2 separate regions of the Mus musculus genome follow, and region 2 is linked to region 1. A link is a contact called in public Hi-C data. All regions are on one chromosome and are shown on one strand. Each heading gives the region's core, a stretch centred on a gene start, on an enhancer-like site or on the middle of the called end of the contact. The rest is flanking DNA. Distances are from core to core; before and after follow the strand shown.

Region 1 (2,985 bases), core at 346-2,845:
AAAATAACTTCTCATCTTGACTTCCTACAAATACAAGAACAAATCAGAGGGAAGTAGAACATGTCTATTTTCATCTTTATCTTTATTTTATACTGTGATCACTCTGATTCTTTGTCTGACAAACTGGTCTCGAGCGCCTACTTGCTCAGTCAGACCCTGTTGAAAATGGTGAACAAAACATTTATCGCCACCACCGTGCTAATTCGGTTCAGTCTAGGCCCCCATGGTAATCAGCTAACCAGGGAAACGTGATATGCTATATCCACGGAGTTCAGAAGACACCCTGAAGTTACACTGTCCCTACAGCTGGCTTATGACAAATGTTTTCAAAGCAAATTTTAAAACTTGACTTCAAGTTGGGTGGAGTTCACTTTTAATCTCAGCACTGGGGGGGGCAGAGGCAGAGGCAGAGGCAGAGGCAGAGGCAGAGGCAGAGGCAGAGGCAGAGGCAGAGGCAGAGGCAGAGGCAGAGGCAGAGGCAGAGGCAGAGGCAGAGGCAGAGGCAGAGGCAGAGGCAGAGGCAGAGGCAGAGGCAGAGGCAGAGGCAGAGGCAGAGGCAGGTGGATCTCTGAATTTGAGGCCAGCCAGATCTACAGAGTTCCAGAACAGCCAGGAGTATACAGAGAAACCTTGTCTCCAAAAAAACAAAAACAAAAACAAAAAACAAAAACAACAACAACACCCCAAAACACTAAACAAACAAACAAAACAACAACAACAACAACAAAGCATGACTTCAGGGTGAACTTATAGATGGCATGGGAACATCCCTTTGTAATCCCAGCATGAAGGGGGCTGGAAGTCTAAAACCAGTGAGCTTAAGGCTGGGTGAGACATAACAAATTCAAGGCCTTTGAGACCCTGTTTAAGAGCTTTTGACACCTGGAGGGTCATGGGAAATACTAAATGAATGAACAAACCTGCCTTAAAATCCTAAATCTATTGTTTACGCTTGGACTTTGTGCAAAGGACTTCAGCTCTTCTTCGCCTCTATTCTCCTCACCTACAAGCTAAGGATCAAAACCAGAAGGCTGAGCCAGGCTGGGTGAGGACCACCCAAGTCCATCTGAGCCACACCTGACCCACACCGGTATCTCAGAGCCTGGCAGCCTCTGTGACTTCTTAGTTCTGGCCAGTTTCCCTTGAGGGAACATTATCACCCACATGCATGAGAGAGAGAGAGAGAGAGAGAGAGAGAGAGAGAGAGAGAGAGAGAAACATTCCTCTATTCCCTGGGATAGCTGTCAGAGACAAGCATTAGCTTTCAGCGTCTCTGAATGCATGTCTTGTCGAGTCTCCCCACCAACACACACAGGGAAAGGGAGAGCCATCAGCTGCTTCGACACCAACGTGTGCAGGCAAGCAGTGTAGACACTCCGGGCTCAGAAAGCATAACTAGTGTGTTGGCCTTCAGGTAGTAAAAAATGGAAACCATTTTAAGAATGTTTAGGGATATTTCCTCTCGACATTATTCAGAACAGAAAGAATATGTTTCATAATGCTCCTTCCATTTTCCTGTGGATCTACACTTAGGAGTTGAAAGTCCATTAGAAAGGCAGAGTGGGCCGCCATCTGCCTATGAGACAGTGCCATCTAGTGTCCGATGTGAGCATCGCAGAGGATCGGAACATTTCCTTTCTCACAAGCAGGTTTCATTTAGCAGCGACCTGGGGCCTTCCTTTCAACAGCTGACTATACCCGCGGCCTCTTCCAGACCCACAGATGAGTGGTCCTCTTCCCCACGTATGAAACATACAAGCGGATCATGACAAAACTATAAAATATTTTGACTGATACGTTAGTATTACTATATTAATATTAGAATGAGTGATAGGCAAAGAAAATCCAGCCATTTAATTGGTTAACAATAGAAGTGATTTGAGAAGAAAGCACACGGTGTGTGATGTCAGTGTTTCGCAGTAACAACAAGTAATACTGAAGACATACTATGTCTTCTTAAATGGTAAAATTATATGTAAAAATGTATGGTTTATTTTCAATATGTTTGCTTCATCTATTTTATATCCCAGGATAGTGAAGGTTGCATAAAAATGTTTCTGTTGAGAAGGGGGGAGGGTGTCCCTTTTCTCATCTGTCATGAGAGAACTACAGGAACCTAAGGGGAGGTGGACTCTTTGGGGGAGCACAGTGGGTCCCCACATGGCCACTCGAGGCAGAGTCGCCCTGCATTGATCCACCCTTGGCTGCGACACACAGGAGAAATGGGAGCTTACTGTATTGAGTCACTTGATGCAAAGGTCATCTGTGGCAGCAGTCTGCCCGCTCAGTCTAATAACCCTCAAAAGTAGTCTTTTTGAGATAATAAATATTACTTTCTCTGTAAAGAAAAGCGCCATATAGTGGAATAAAGAGTGCTAGACTCACTTTTACGATTGGCTCATGCTGTATTAGACAATATTTATTTACATTTATTTATGGGGTAGGGGGGAGGCACACACACCACAGTTCACTGTTGAAGGTCAGAAGACAGACAACTTTTGGAAGTTGGTTCTCTCCTTCCACTCCGAGGGTCTTGGGGGTGGAGCTCAGGCTGTGAGGCTTGAGAGCAAGTGCCTTTACCAGCTGAGGTATTTTAGCAGCCCACGTTGGGCACTCTTTATAAAGCAAGAAGAGGAGGTTTTGGGGTTTGTTTGCTTGTTTGTTTAGGTTCCCCACAGATGCCTATAAGAGCATGTTCCATGAAATAATGTTTATTCTCCAAAATCCATTTTTTTAAAATTAGGTATTTTCTTCATTTACATTTCCAATGCTATCCCAGAAGTCCCCCATTACCCCCCCCCACTCCCCTACCCACCCCCTCCCACTTCTTGGCCCTGGCCACTTCCCCTGTACTGAGGCATATAAAGTTTGCAAGACCAATGGGCCTCTCTTTCCACTGATGGCCTACTAGGTCATCTTCTGATACATATGCAGCTAGAGTCAAGAGCTCCAGGGGTTACTGATGGACCATCTAGAGACTGCCAT
Region 2 (2,985 bases), core at 335-2,834, 1.4 Mb before region 1:
AACATATTACAATTATACTGTAGTAATGTGTTTTAGATTCAGGTTGTAGTAATGTGTTTTAGATTCAGTTATACCTTAAAGAACGGCCATACTCACTGCTTATAAACTACAAAGGAAGTGTGTCTAAGTTTATAGAGCTTTGGAAAATGTTCCCATAACGACTGTGTATTTTTTAACATTCAGCATATTTTGCTCATTCAGGACTGGAAGTTTGCTCAGAGTGACCCATAATGTTCAAGCACTTGCACAAATGTTGCACCTGGAACAAAGAGGAGTGAAGGGGGCAAAGGTCAAAGCCAAGCCTTAATAAGCATCGACTAAACAGACTTCAGACTTAGTGAAAAGTCCAGACGCCCCCTGCAGCGTCATCTTACATCTGATTTTTCTCTTTTCAACATGGAGTATAATCCATAAATACCACCAAATCACTGGCAGCTTAGCCTCGGGTTTTAGTTTAGGGTTTTGTTTGTTTGTTTGTTTGTTTGTTTGGTTGGTTGGTTGGTTTTTTGTTTTTATCTTCTAGAGACTCCCCCCACCCCTTTGCAAAGATTTAAAAATTTAACCCTTTGCATCCCCCTATTAACCAATGAATGCCACGTTAGCTTACATCTGTAACCCTTTCCAGGACAAGAGGTGCCTTGAGTGTTTCCAAGGCAGAGTGCTGGCTGAGGGATTCCTATTTGCCTAAGACGTTTTGAATAACATTCTGATGAATGACTAATGGATCAAGACGATCAAACTTCACAGTCAGCAAAAAAGTGTGTCTTTCATGCATAGTCCACTGTGGTAGACTTAAATGGACACTTAGAGGATGGCCTAGTAGGTCATCAATGAGAGAAGCCCTTGGTCCTATGAAGGTTCTATGCCCAGTATAGGGAAATGCCAGGGCCAGGAAGTGGGAGTGGGTGGGTTGGGGAGCAGGGGGAGGGGATAGGGGATTTTCAGAGGGGAAACTAGAAAGGGGGATAGCATTGAAATGTAAATAAACAAAATATCTAATAAAAAATAAGAAATATAAAAAAATGTAACTTTATTTTGAAAAAACAAAAACAAAAAAACAAAACCTTAAAAGGAATTGCCTTTCTTCCACTTACTATCACAAAGAAGTTAAATTTGCATATGAGTTTCTATATGTGCATATGAGTGCTGAAAATGTCTAAATTTGGAGACTCTTCTAACTTCAGGTTAGGTGACACAGTCTGTCCTGATAATTTTATTGGCTTAATCTCATGGCTGCATGCTTTATTATCTCTCCTTTAACCTTTATTTTCTTTTAAACAATGCTTTTCCTCCAGGAAATATAGTTGGTCAAAGGGAGAACACAGAATAAACTGGGCATCCACCTTGAGCTTAGTAACTGAGAGAAGCCTTCCATTTGGAGGTGGGCTCACTGCAGGAGCTAGATGTGAGAGAAGCTGAGGCAAATTCAGTGGCTTGTTATTTACGACATTGCAGATTTTCAGAATGCCAGAGACATCTGCATGAGCCCCTATATTTATCCTCCCATCTATTCGTATAGCACCACTTCCTTTACAGCTAAGGATATAAAATTAGAAAACACAAGAGCGGACTGGTATGGGTATGATCCATAAGCCTCTCAATGAAAGATGAGGCTAACTGTCAGTGAGCACTAATGGCTGGGTGCACAGCATACTGGATGGGAGGCGTCTACTGTACAGGAAAGATTAAGCTGGAGAAGGCTCCTAAGCAAGAAAACCAGTACAAACAGTGTCCAGGGAGAGCTGAAGGGGGACCTGGGTTTCCACTGGATCTCAATCACAGAGTCATTGCTACGTTTCACAGGACAGGAAAGGGACACCGTGAGGGCAGACATTTTGTACAGCTGCAAAGATTCCGTAACTGTCCATAATTTTTCCTGGACTTTTTTTTTTTTAACCAAAATGAAAATTAGGATTCATGAAGCAAAATCAGAATGGGAATCTCAACCACAAACTTGCAAAAATGAAAACTACTAACACTCACTTAGCTTAATGAGATGTGGCGTTATTGTTGCATTAAATACTTTTAATCGGCCTTGACCCTCACAGAATCAAGACCTGCTTAGTAGCCAATGGTACTACAGAAAAGAGGAAAATAGAAGTAGCTGAGAACTATCACCCTTATTTAAAACTGTTTCTTGATTATTTAGTATGAATGATGAAGAATTTCAATCCCAATTTAATTTAATAATCCCCGTGATCCCATTCTCCATTATTTTCTATAGCCTGGCTCTGATTCATGATTAAATCAACTCCGTGGTTCTGATGGTAAAGATAAGCTGTAGCTAGTTATAAAGTAAAACATTAGATGGCACTTTACTCTCATTTCTATTGTTAGGTCATAGTTTTGATCTCGTAAGATTTTAAACATAGTCACACAGGGTAAGGCAGAATTGGGCAAATTGGAGCAGTGAACTCATATTTGTAATTGGCTTTTCCAATTTTAAGTCAATAAGAAAAATATTTAATATGAGAATAGCTCACATGCTTAAAGACATGATGACAGTCCTCGGTCTCATGTATGGAAGTACAAGTTTGACTCACAGAGAGTTACAGTAAGCTATCCGAACTTTAATTTTCCCAAAGTTTGTAAAAAATTGACTTCATGTACTAGTGGCTTAGACCACAACTTTCAGAACTGTAAATTCTAGCAGTCCATCTTGATATTTGTATAATTTTGACACAAAAATCCTAATGAACGTTACCATTCCTAAGATGTATAAATTTTCAAACATTTGCATGAACGTAGCTCATGACAAAGCATCTCTTTATTTGTCAATCTCTATATTTGTCAATATATTTGTTACATACTAGGCTGTCCCCCATCCCAAATAATGAGTATAACCTTGAATCCAGGGCCTGCACTGCTATAAAGCCTCTATAGGATTTTCCAGTGGCACCAATAATTGATATTTACTTTCTTAATTTCTGTCTGCTTTTAAAATGTGCACCACGAGTTCAACTTTTCTTCTAAGATTTTATGTCA

What was found. Hi-C and Micro-C count contacts between places; a contact is called where the count stands out from the background.
Region 2: a contact with region 1 is called in a Hi-C map of cortical neurons, with 4 times the contacts expected there. The contact joins two enhancer-like sites. A contact is called at or near these places in 6 of 484 Hi-C or Micro-C datasets (cerebral cortex, cortical neurons, rod photoreceptor and 1 more) and 3 of 115 datasets of contacts at active chromatin or transcription factors (embryonic forebrain, embryonic limb bud and pancreatic cancer cells).

What each region holds. Positions count from the first base shown.
Region 1 is chr1:136,549,696-136,552,680 of GRCm38.p6, reverse strand. It overlaps a transcript of Kif14 not described here. Among named protein-coding and RNA genes, the nearest start is that of Zfp281, 74 kb to the left of the region's middle. Within about 2 kb of position 1,595, at least 27 of the 459 cell types and tissues checked have an H3K27ac peak or open chromatin away from gene starts, as enhancers often do. A contact at or near this core is called in cortical neurons, where this site is marked.
Region 2 is chr1:137,904,395-137,907,379 of GRCm38.p6, reverse strand. Gm4258 (a long non-coding RNA gene) reads right to left here. Exons shown (of 3, transcript XR_003948014.1): 2 at 1-2,985. Among named protein-coding and RNA genes, the nearest start is that of Gm4258, 7.4 kb to the right of the region's middle. Within about 2 kb of position 1,584, at least 17 of the 459 cell types and tissues checked have an H3K27ac peak or open chromatin away from gene starts, as enhancers often do. A contact at or near this core is called in cortical neurons, where this site is marked.